Linked DNA regions of Mus musculus: regions 1, 2 and 3 are each linked to region 4. Evidence: chromatin contacts called from public ChIA-PET, HiChIP or PLAC-seq and promoter capture Hi-C data. All regions are on one chromosome and are shown on one strand. Each heading gives the region's core, a stretch centred on a gene start, on an enhancer-like site or on the middle of the called end of the contact. The rest is flanking DNA. Distances are from core to core; before and after follow the strand shown.

Region 1 (2,953 bases), core at 38-2,537, 190 kb before region 4:
TGCTTTTAACTGCTGAGCCATCTCTCCAGCCGGATTTTATTTTCTGATTTAGGACAAGTGCACTCACCTGTGTGTGTCCTTGGTAGACTGATTGGCATTGATCTTCCTGTATGGTGCTCTACCTTATTTTTTGTGACATGGTCTCTCACTGAACCCAGAGCTCACCATTTTGGTTATCCGGGCTAGCCCCAAAAGTCTACCTGTCTCTATGTTTTCTATGCTCACACACTGTTCTTTAATCCAGCATTCTTCTCATCTGTAGGAACAGCCAGGTTTACAGTTACAGACAGAAATTTTATGTGCATTTGAGATTAGACCTTGATCCTCAATACTTGCATGGCAAGCATCTCCACAGCTCTTGACTTGGATTTTAAAGTGAAAAATCGATCGATATTCATGTGAATCTGTCTGTAAAATGCCATGTCGCTTCTCACTTTTCTATTTTCTGTAAAGAGTGTAATAAACCAATTTCTACTAAAATGATTGGATTTTAATTTTTCCTTAGTTGAGCTTATTCTTTGTTGTCCTGATGTGCCTGCTGTCTCACATCAACCACTGACCATCCACTTGTTATTCTCTTCTGCTTAGACTCTCCATTTATGAACCTAGTCCTCACTGCTCCCTGGATCACACTTACCTCTATAAAGTTTAAGAAAAGAATGTAGCAGATTGGGGCTGGGAGAGTGCTCAGTTGGTAGAGTGCTTACAGCACAAGTATGGTGACCCGAATTCAGACACCCAGCATGCATGTGAAAATCCAGATGAGGTGTTGTATGTCTGTAACCCCTGGAGACGTGCTGACTCCACTGGAGCTCAGTAACCAGCTAGTATTCCTATCTCAAAATATGAGGTTGGAGAGACCTTTTATTCTGGCTTCCATATGCTTGGGAACACACAGCACATACACACATGCACCCTCAATCCCCAACACAAGCTTTTAAAAATGAATAAAGTAGACCTGAGTGTGGTGGCACACAACTTTACTCCCAACACTTGGGAGGCAGAAGCAGGCAGATCTCTGTGAGTTTGAGGCCAGCCTGGTCAACAGAGCAAGTTCAAGGACAACCAGGGCTACATAGAGAAACCCTGTCTCAAAAAAAAAAAAAGTAGAAAATATTTAGCAAAATAATAGAAATCAACAATGAAGTATAGCACACAGATGCAGCACAGAAAACTAAATAACAGATTTATGCCAAAATGTGTTTGCTAGTCAGTATAATGGTTAATTCTGTCAACTAACCACACCTAGAATCTCCTGTTGAAAGTCTCAATGAGTCAGAGATCCGATTGCCTTGTGGACCTGACTGTGTGGGCGTTTGTTGATTCGCCTTCATTGATGTGAGGTGGCCCAAGCTGAATGTGGGCAGCAGCACTGTTTCCAGTTTGTGGCCCTGGGCTGCACAGAGGTAGAGGGAGCTGCGTGAGAAGCACGCTTGGCTTCTCTGCTCTCAACTTGGAGATGTGGCTGTTGGAGTTCTCTTCACCTTGACTTCTGTGACATATGATGGGCTATCCTGGAACTAAAGGCCAAGTTAAATCTTTCTCCCCGAAGTTACTTTTGCCAGGATACTTTATCATTATCACAGAAACAGAAAAAAAAAAATGCAGACCTTCGTTTTCTTGTTCTGTCTGCCTGTCTACCTACCTACCTACCTACCTACCTATCTGTCTGTTGAGGCAGGGTCTCACTATTGTAGCTCAGGCTGGCCTGCAGCTCACTGTGTAGACTAGGCTGGCTTGAACTTAGAGGTCCATTTGCCTCTGCCTCCCGAGTCTTAGAATTGAAGGCATGTGTTCTTTAATCCAGCGTTCTTCTCATCTGTAGGAACAGCCAGGCTTACAGTTAAGGACAGAGGTGGAAGCCATTCTGCACAGTCTCATGCCTTCATGCTTGGTCCTCAAGGGTCTTTGCAGCTCCCTCCATGGTGAGCAAGAGCTTGTCTGAAGCACCTTCACTCCCACATAGACGTTGGCAGCTGTAGAGTTGTATGCAGTCATCACTATCCAGTGTTTTCATTCACTTACAGCAGCCTCTCTGGCTTAATCCTTTAGCGTTTGTGAAGTGTTGGTGGTGAGTTACTTAATCAGAACTCTGAATATGCTTTGCTTTGATGATTATAAAATTAATTTGCTTTTGTTTTATTTTTTCCAGGTGTATGGTGGCTGATGAAGTAAGTACCTTAGAGCCTTTTCTAAAAATACACATCAGCGTTTACTGTCTTCTATCCCTACATTGACTATCTGCCTCTGCTTTTTCATGTGACCATATTTAGTAGAGGAAAACAAGCAAATTTACTGTGTAATATCCATTTCCTCTTAAATACTTTTGTATACAGAACATATAAATGTGTGTGTGTGTGTGTTTAAAACTTTCAAAATACCCAAATAAGCCGGTTTTGTTCACATAAATTACAAAAATTAACATCATCTTTGGTCTTCACAAGGAAATCCATAGTATACTTTTGAACCGTGGGCTATATTAATAACTTTGCATTACTGTGATAAAGTGTTATGACCAGAGGCAGCTTAATGGAGATAAGGGTTATTTGGACTTACAGCCTCAAAGGGGTGGAGTCCATCATGCCCAGCAAGACATAGTAACAGGTAGTGAGGTTCAGTGGTAGAAGCAGAAAGCTGGTTGCTTGAGTACATTTCACCTGCACACAGGAAACAGATAACAGGAAGTGAGGCCAGGCTATAAAAACCTCAGAGCTGGTACTAGCAACACTCCTTTCCAAACAGCACCGCCAATTACTTGTTCAAAAGTATGAACCCATGGGGACACTTCCTCACCCAAGCCACCACAATGTTTAAATCTATGCCTTCTCTTTGACGGGCATAGATTTAAACGCGTTGGTTTGTATATTGCTGGCCCAGGGAGTGACACTGTTAGGAGGTGTGGCCTTGTTGGAGTAGGTATGTCACTGTGGGTGTGGGCTTTAAGACCCTCATC
Region 2 (2,700 bases), core at 65-2,564, 190 kb after region 4:
AGCCAACTCTGTTGCAGCCTGTGACATCGACCTCCACAGTGCTCAAGGCCTGGATATTTTTGTTCTTGGGGTGATTCTTTGACTACCGTTGAGAGGGCAGCCAATGGAATCATCTGGAACAAAAAAGAAAAAAGAAAAAGGAAAACAAAAACAAAACAAAAAACAACCCCCACAATCCAGGATGCGAGAGGACGGAGGGCTCTGTACATGTGAAGCATTTGTACCAAGAACAGCGTCAGGATCAGTGGTAAAAACTCTCTCTCTCTCTCTCTCTCTCTCTCTCTCTCTCTCTCTCTCTCTGTGTGTGTGTGTGTGTGTGTGTGTGTGTGTGTCTTAAGCCCAGTGAACATGGCGTTTAATTTTCTTTAAAGAAAAGAAGGGGCTGTTGAAAATTTCATTTTCTTCATAGGAAAAAAAAAAAAGGAGTGTTGAAATGACCTAGTTCGATGCTTTCAGTTTACAGTTGAAATTATTGTTTAAAAAAAACACAACGGAAGACCGAACTGGAGCCGAGATCACTCAGATCTGATCCCAACAAAATGTGACTCCCTTCTCATCTCTGGAACCCCACAGAGACATTTAAATCATATCCTGACTTCTATGTTCCCTGGCAGAGCGGAAACCAAGAAAGGAAACCGGTTACTCTCAAAAGAAAACAGGGTGGATTCCTTTAAATGAAGGAATTGGCATGTTAGAGTACTCAGATGAAATTTAGAGACTGATACCAACCTATTGATAAAATCTAGACTCTCTAGAGCTCGGATGTAAATGCAATCAATCGGGTCCCCAATCCGTTAGGCGGCCGGTTCGCCTGTGGGTCTTCCCCAGCCGGCCCTGTGGACCAGGTTGCAGCTTCGCTGGGGAGACCAGGCTCACTGCCCAAGTGTGGGAAGTTGTTATGGTCAGAGATGAAGAACAGGGGTGAGCATCCGCAGCAAGGGGACGGATCCTGAACGCTTAGAGAGGTTGACAGATGGATGGGAAAGGCCCAAGGATAGTCGTAATGGGAGGTCTGGGGGAGGGGGGGACAAGCCACGGTTCCAGCAGCACCTCAATCTAAGTTGGTGCAAGAGAGAAACTGAGATGAGAGTTAAAGCCATTTAAGGGCAGCAGATCCAGAGGCTGGGGAACAGGTGAATCCTGGTGCCTGCTTGGGCAGGCGGGGACAAGGTGCAATCCTTGTAGCCTGTGTGGCTCCGGGAGAGAAAAAAGGCCGGATGAGCTGCGATGCCCTCTCTCCTGCCCACGCGCGGCCACAGGCTCCGAGGACTGCAGAGTAATTAGGGTGGAAGGGTCCCTCCTGGGCACCAATCCGCGACGTGAGTGGGGGGCGCGTCCTCCGTCACGCCCTCACCCAGCCCTGCGCTACCCGCAGGCTGGTCCCCACGCCCCCTAACAGTTCCCTCAGCTTCCACGCGTCTGGACCGTCCGGGGCCCTCCCTCTCCACTCGCCTGGGTGCATCGATACCAGTGCCCGGGCTTAGCGCCTCGGGGCGGGTCCCTGCCGCCCGCACCTGCCCCCGGGGGCGGAGCGCAGCGGCGACAGCGCGGCACCAGCCTCCGCCACTCGGTGTGCTAGCGGCGGACCTGCCGCTCACCGCGGTACGGGCGAAGCTCTCTCTCGGTGCCCTCGGTCTCTGGCACTTTGGACTTCGTGTCTCCATCGTGGTCGGCTTCGCCTCGGGGGATCTGCAGCCCCGGCGCCATGGAGCCGGCTCTGGGCAGCGAGCGCCGCAGCCCCCCTGGCCCCGGAGTCCCGCGGCCGCCACCGCGGGGCCACGCGCCCTCGACCGCCGCCCCCGCCCCCAGCCCGGCTCCGATGAGCTCCTCTGTGCAGTCTGATGAGGAAAGGCAGCCACGGATCAGCGAGAGCGGCCAGTTCAGCGACGGGTTGGAAGACCGAGGTGAGCTACCACCGCCCCGCGCTCCTTCCTCTCCGCCCCTCTCAAGCCACCTGTCCCCTATTTGCGGAGCTTGGTGCAAAGAGCGGAAGCGACTATTCCACCTTTCGGGATCCATGAGGGTCGGGCAGCGGTGCCTCCCGAGAGCCTCTTTCAGTTTTCCGATCTCGGAGGGTGCTTAGGCCAGCCTTCTCCGGTGCTCGCGGGAAAAGTTTGCAGACAGGGTTCTTAGTGTCTTACGGGGGACCAAGGGATTCCTCTCGGTGCTGGGAGATGTGGGTTCCAAAGCATCCCGCTGCGCAAGCCCAGCCACCCGGGGAAAGTTATTATTATTATTAATTAATTTTTTTGGTTAGTGGCAGAGCACCCGGTAGGGTGACAGCTAGGGTCCCCTTAGCCTCTGGACGTGCGTGGGGCCGAAGCTCCCTGGATCCTGGGTCACAGCGGTCACCGCCCCATAGTGTGAGGGTGCTGGCAGAGAGGTTAGGATGTTTGGGGTCTGGCTACCAACCTGATCTGCACAGATGCTATCCGCGCTGATACTTCCTGGAGAGAGTGTGTCCAGCTCTGAGTCCTTCCTTGGACGCTGGCCTTGTACCCGGTGCGTCCCCTGGAAGGCATCACCATCTCCCGCTTACAACCACTGTCTCCTTAGTGGGGCTGCGTCGAACGTTAGGGATCCCTCATTCCCCCACCTGGCTCTCCTTCCCCATCCTGCTCTAGCGGCCTTCAGCTTGGGTTCTTTGCGAAGACGACCGCATCTACACCATTCCCCTTTCTTGCTGCTTCTTAATTGGCC
Region 3 (2,780 bases), core at 168-2,667, 210 kb before region 4:
CCAGAACTGAACAGTGAGACTGGTTAAGAGTTCTTGCTACTCTTCCAGAGGACCTGGGTTTGGGTCCCAGTGCCCACATTAATCACAACTGCCTCTGACTCCTGCTCTGGGTATCTAATACCACCCACTGGCACATATACTTACATGCACATACACACACATGGATGCACACATACATAGAATCAAATATAAAATCTTAAACAATAAAGTTATGTTTTGTTACAGTTTACATATTTTCTAAATATATTTTCCTAAATTAATTATTATTTAGCATTAAAATATACTGGAGTGCTTCTTTGAAGCCAAAGAGCTTCGTTACTGACATGATAATAATTTGGTTGTTTATACGTTTTGAAAAATATTAAAATGTTCCAAGTTACCATATTCTTTAAATAACACTGGGTAAAATGTTATCTCTGAAGTGTTGGCTTGTGAGTAGGAGGGAAATTATACATTACTGTGTTATATAAAACTGACTCATGAGTGGGTGAAAGATCCTGAGAATACCAGGACACCCACACTAGAAAAAGCCAATATGTGCTGTTCCTCTTTATACCATGTTCCAACAGTCTGCTTAATGAAATACTGTTCATTAAACAAATCTCAGTAATTTCTTCATTGCCTTGGTGAGTATGCTTTTTTAAAAAATGAAATAAAAATTTTAAATCTTGAAACTTGTTCATAAGACAGAAAGCTTAATTTCATATTTGAAGTAATTTGCTGTGCTTCCATTTTTTGTTTTTGTTTTTTACTTAAAAATCAAAAGAATAAAGCAAACTAACATTGAAAGTATTTTAGGATATCTTTAAATTAAAATATCAGTACATTAAGTAATGTTTTTAGAAAATCAGATCCCCAATCTGATAAACAGATTAAGCTATTTTACTGACTGTATCATATATTGTTCATGCCTCATATTCAGTCTTTTTGATAATTTAATTTTAATAACAGCACACTTCTGCATGGTAGCATTAAATAGTTCTCTGTTGCCCAAAAATGTTGGATATCACAACAGGCTTTCTCTTTATGGAGAGCTTTCTGGTGTTCGTTTCTTTTTGGTTGGTTGATTTGGTTATAGGTTGTTGTTCTTCTCAAGCAACAGTAAAGTGAAAGGTTATTACAGAACGGAAGCACGGTGAGTTACCTCAGAAGCAGAATGACTGTAGGCGGAAGTAGAGTCGGCCAAGTAGCTACACAAGCAAAGATGTACATTTCATTTTGTGGAGAAGAGTTTGAATATTCATATCCTTTCAGGAAAGATTTTGAATATTGATGGTTTTGTTGGTGAGAAAGAGACTTATTGTTCATGCTTCCTTTACATAGGCCTCAAAATTAACATATTACGGAGAGGGTTTAATGAGGCAGTCAGATTCATAGCCATCTTAGCAGTCACTGGTCTGAATCAGTTTGCCCTTGGCTTCCTGTTTCTCTACCCACTTACCCACGAAGTAGAGTTGCCCACCTGTTGCCTGGAGTGTGAAGCCTGGTAGTTTTGTTTGTTCTCACATTGTAGCTACTGCTGCAGAGCCAGCAGCTAGGGTCCTACACTGTATCCCCACAGGATTTCTTTCTTCTTAATCTTAGGGGTACAGGTCCACTTGTAGGTCTGTTGAAAGCTTGCATGGGACTGTTAACCGTACTGCTGGAAAAACAGAGCTCCCTGAATGCCTGTTCCAAGGGCCTAGTGACAGGGCTTAGATTTTCATACTTGTCATTAACTTGAGATGGAATTGTTTGTATCCTAGAGGACACAAATTTCACCAAAAGTCTAAAAGACTGCTAACAATATTATTCCCATTAGAAGTCCTGAGAGGCATAGAAACCAAGTTACTCCATGTAGTAAAGCTCTTGCTTCCCTATGATAAACCTGGTGTTTGGATGTGGGCAGCAAAGCATTATTGTGAGATTCGTTTTAAAGATGTTAAATTATTTGTGTAGATAGTTGTGTGTGAGGAGGGGGAATTGATTTTCTCAAATTAAGGTTGAAATACCTTGCTTCCTTTCTGGGATGACTTCAAATAAGTATATGATTCCCTGGTATTTTGGGCACAGAGAGGCTCTTGGGAGACAGAACTGAATGACAGTGGCTTGTAGTCAATAAGTTCATTGCCCGATAGTAGAACATACACAAAAACTGTGCTATAATGTAATAGACGTCACAGTGGAAGTGTGTTGACAGCATACAGAGTATCCTGACTGCATCTGGAAGCCAGAGTCTGGTCTGGAACTAATTCTTAGAGGACTATCCCAAACTGGATCTTTAAGGTTGAATATGCATTTACTAATTGAATAACATGGGATATAGGAAAGGAACTTTCATGAGATACTTGAAGGCAAAAGGAACATAGCACGTAGAGAGATTTGTTAAAGGGGAATATAGGTGTTATTCTAGAGGGTTTTTTTTTTCTCTTATTTTTATACAATAGCTTTTTTCACAATTATGTATGTGTGTGTGTATGTATGTATGTATGTATGTATGTATGTATGTATGTGTGTGTGTCCACGCCCCTGATTACAGGATTTCCCTATGTTGTATAAACCACCCTTCAATGTCCTATATAGTCCAACTGGTCTTGAACTTGAAATCCTACTGCCTCAGTCTCCTAAGTCTTGAGATTGCTATTACCATATATTTTAAAGATGTAAATTAGGCACAAGATTAATTTATTAGCATGTAGTCTGTTAAGGTGGTAGCCCTGCTTTGTGTGCTAGAAAACTAAGGCACAGAGGTAAGCTGCTTTCGTTATGCTTACCAGCAGCAGTGCTGAAAGCTGCATCCT
Region 4 (2,849 bases), core at 121-2,620:
ACTTACTTGTCTCGAAATGTCAGTCCCTTCTCATGTTTAACCAAACCCTGAACCATTTTCCCTTTCCTTTCTTAAGGCAGTACCTCTTAGATTGCTCAGGCTGGTCTTAATTCCTTAGCTCAAGTGATCCGCCTCAGCCTTGCCAGTAGTCACTATTATACACAGGTGCCACGTCACCCAGCTTCCATTTCCCTCCCCAATTTCAAAGCAGGCATTTCCTATCTTTTCCCTACAAAAATGTCTCCAACAATTTTGTAGTCCACGTTTTCCCTACTTAACTAGTTCTTTGTAGTTAGTACCAACTGGCTTACATTTTAACTATTTGTTGGAGTTTTTAAAAGGTATATAGATTTCCCTGATCTTAGGATAGTTCAGGGCACACAGTACTTCCTCATAAAGTCTTGCTAGTGTGTTAAGTCTTACTGACTCGATGAAGTGTGGGGATGGGAACACAAGTCAAACTACTATTTCAAAGATCTTTTATATCTTCCTATGCCACCAACTGATATGAGAGCCACACATTTGTAAAGCCTACAAGCACTGCAACAATAACCTCAATAGCTAGCTATCAAGCCAACAAACTTAGTTTTCAACTCACTCAGGTGATAAAACATGTTCGCCTTAATGCAGTTGTTCATCTGAATTTGACAAGCTCGGGAAGTCTGGGCACAGGACCAAGTTTAAAATGTAACGCTGTGAATCAAAACATTCCAAAGACGTATGTAAACATACTATTTATAAGTATGAAATAGTAGAATTTTAATTTTTTAATTTCTCGAAGACAGGATAACGATGGTAAGAGGATGACAGATGAACAGTCATCGGTACGCTAAAAGTCTCTTCCAATAAACACAGGAAGAAAACACAGCAGCTGCTTAGCTGACGGCTTTGATGACAACTGAGGCAAATTGACATGAAAGCATAAGACCCGGGGACGACCTCGGAAATGGTTTTCTGTGCCAGGGAAGTGATCTGGAAGTCAACACAACTTGTTTTAAAGGCGGAGTCTGAAGGTTGGTCTGACCTGTCTGTATGATTGATGCGGAAAAAGCCAAAGTTGCCGTGGCGCGGAAGAAGAGACGAAGCGTGGGCGTCTCCCTCCGAACCAGCGTCACCTGTGTGATGCCGCCCGGGGCCAGACAGGACCAAACACACTACTCACCTCTCCCACTCCGAGGCTGTGGTGAAGTCTGTGATCTCAAACACTTCGGACTCGGGCTGCGGGGACAGAGAAGAGCACAGACAGTAAGCTGCGGGCCACTGACGTCGGCGGCAGAACTCTGTGACAGAGGCACCCAGGGCGCAGAACTCACCTCACTGTCCGCCGCCATCTTGCGGAGCGGAGCGTCAGGCCCCGCGCGAAGGCTGTCGGGAAGAAGGGAGCTAGGAGGAGGGCACTGAGTGGCCGTGGGCGGGGCCTCGGTGGGTGGTGGGTGGGGCCCCGAAGCGGGCCCGCCTACAAAGGGCCTGCTGGAAGGTGGGAAGACCTTTTTCCTCCAGACAGAAAGATCTTAGTGTGGCATACGCTCTTCTTCAAGGTGGTTTAGTAATATTTTTTTTAAAATTCTGTTGGGGCTAGAGGGATAACTGTGCAGTTAAGACTACCCGCTGCGCTTTCACAAGACCTATGTTCGATTTCCAGCACCTGCATAGCAGTTCACAACCATTTGTGATTTCAGTCCAAAGGGATCCTGTACCTGCTTCTGGCCTCGACTGACACCAGGCATGCACGTGCTGCACAAACAGATTTACATGCTGACGAAACACTCATGCACATGAAATAAAATTAACAAGTATTGTTTAAAGAATTAAAAGTAAAAATAATAAGAGTATTTTGTAGACTCAAGAAGAGCTGATGAGCCGAGCGTGGTGGCACACACCTTTAATCCCAGCACTCGGGAGGCAGAGGCAGGCAGATTTCTGAGTTCGAGGCCAGCCTGGTCTACAAAGTGAGTTCCAGGACAGCCAGGGCTACACAGAAAAACCCTGTCTCGGAAGAAAAAAAACAACCAAACAAACAAAAAACAACAACAACAAAAAACAAAAACAAACTGATGAACATTTTGAAATTGTTACATGACATTCACATCCACAGATGTATTGGGCTACATTCATAAATATCTTGGGGCATATGTAGTCCTATATGGCAAAGACCCTAGATATGCATGGTCACAATTGTATTTAAAAACCTCTTTGAGTTTTCATTCAAATGGGTTTTTTTTTAGATTTATTTATTCATTTTATGTATATGATTACACTAGAATGTGTATGAGTATATTTATTTTATGTATATGAGTATACCAGAAAAGGGCATCAGATCCCATTACAGATGGTTGTGAGCCACCTTGTGATTGCTGGCATTTGAACTCAGAACCTTTGGAAGAGCACTCTTAACCACTGAGCCATCTCTCAAGCCCTTGGTTTTGTTCTTGAGATAGGGTTCATAAGCCAGCCTCACACGCCTTGTGGTGAGAAGAGCGAACTGGAATTCTGATCCTCTTGCCTCCTTTTGAGTATCCTGACTGCAGTCATGTAGCACCGTCTTGGATTGTATGGTGTGGTGGTAAAGACAGAAGCGAGGACCATGCATGCTAGGCAAAAGCTCTACCAACAGAACTACATCCTCAGCTCTTGTTCAAACTTTACAACTCATAAACACTGACCAAGATCCTTAAACCCACTGTCTCCTTTCCTAACCCCAGGAAAAGAAAATCTATACAACTAAACTTATTGTTTTAAAAAGCAGCCAGGCATGGAAGTGCATGCCTTTAATCCCAGCACTCAGGAGACAGAGGCAGGCAGATCTCTGTTAATTCAAGGCAAGCCTGGCCTACAAAGTGAGACCAGGA

Evidence for each region. ChIA-PET counts read pairs in DNA pulled down with a chosen protein or histone mark. HiChIP or PLAC-seq counts read pairs in DNA pulled down with a chosen protein or histone mark. Capture Hi-C pulls out chosen DNA fragments and counts their contacts.
Region 1: a contact with region 4 is called in a FOXA1 HiChIP or PLAC-seq map of pancreatic cancer cells. The contact joins the enhancer-like site here to the promoter of Rab3gap1 in region 4. A contact is called at or near these places in 1 of 39 promoter capture datasets (hematopoietic stem and progenitor cells), 1 of 15 datasets of contacts at CTCF or cohesin (CD8 T cells), 2 of 115 datasets of contacts at active chromatin or transcription factors (memory CD8 T cells and pancreatic cancer cells) and 1 of 9 other capture datasets (liver).
Region 2: a promoter capture Hi-C map of pancreatic islet shows a contact between it and region 4. The contact joins the promoter of Tmem163 here to the promoter of Rab3gap1 in region 4. A contact is called at or near these places in 2 of 39 promoter capture datasets (embryonic stem cells and stem cell-derived epiblast-like cells) and 1 of 9 other capture datasets (pancreatic islet).
Region 3: a contact with region 4 is called in an RNA polymerase II ChIA-PET map of memory CD8 T cells, with 13 read pairs. The contact joins the enhancer-like site here to the promoter of Rab3gap1 in region 4. A contact is called at or near these places in 2 of 39 promoter capture datasets (the 3T3-L1 cell line and second pharyngeal arch cranial neural crest), 1 of 15 datasets of contacts at CTCF or cohesin (CD8 T cells), 1 of 484 Hi-C or Micro-C datasets (forebrain), 2 of 115 datasets of contacts at active chromatin or transcription factors (bone marrow-derived macrophages and memory CD8 T cells) and 2 of 9 other capture datasets (adipose tissue and liver).

The regions. Positions count from the first base shown.
Region 1 is chr1:128,057,200-128,060,152 of GRCm38.p6, reverse strand. It overlaps Zranb3 (zinc finger, RAN-binding domain containing 3), which reads left to right. Exons shown (of 21, transcript NM_027678.3): 3 at 2,153-2,171. Among named protein-coding and RNA genes, the nearest start is that of Zranb3, 44 kb to the left of the region's middle. Within about 2 kb of position 1,287, at least 14 of the 459 cell types and tissues checked have an H3K27ac peak or open chromatin away from gene starts, as enhancers often do. A contact at or near this core is called in CD8 T cells, memory CD8 T cells and pancreatic cancer cells, where this site is marked.
Region 2 is chr1:127,676,635-127,679,334 of GRCm38.p6, reverse strand. Tmem163 (transmembrane protein 163) reads left to right here and starts at 1,314. Exons shown (of 8, transcript NM_028135.2): 1 at 1,314-1,904. The coding sequence starts at 1,706.
Region 3 is chr1:128,075,693-128,078,472 of GRCm38.p6, reverse strand. The region is part of intron 2 of Zranb3 (zinc finger, RAN-binding domain containing 3); the gene reads left to right. Among named protein-coding and RNA genes, the nearest start is that of Zranb3, 25 kb to the left of the region's middle. Within about 2 kb of position 1,417, at least 38 of the 459 cell types and tissues checked have an H3K27ac peak or open chromatin away from gene starts, as enhancers often do. A contact at or near this core is called in CD8 T cells and memory CD8 T cells, where this site is marked.
Region 4 is chr1:127,867,294-127,870,142 of GRCm38.p6, reverse strand. Rab3gap1 (RAB3 GTPase activating protein subunit 1) reads right to left here and starts at 1,370. Exons shown (of 24, transcript NM_178690.4): 1 at 1,314-1,370; 2 at 1,163-1,218. The coding sequence starts at 1,331.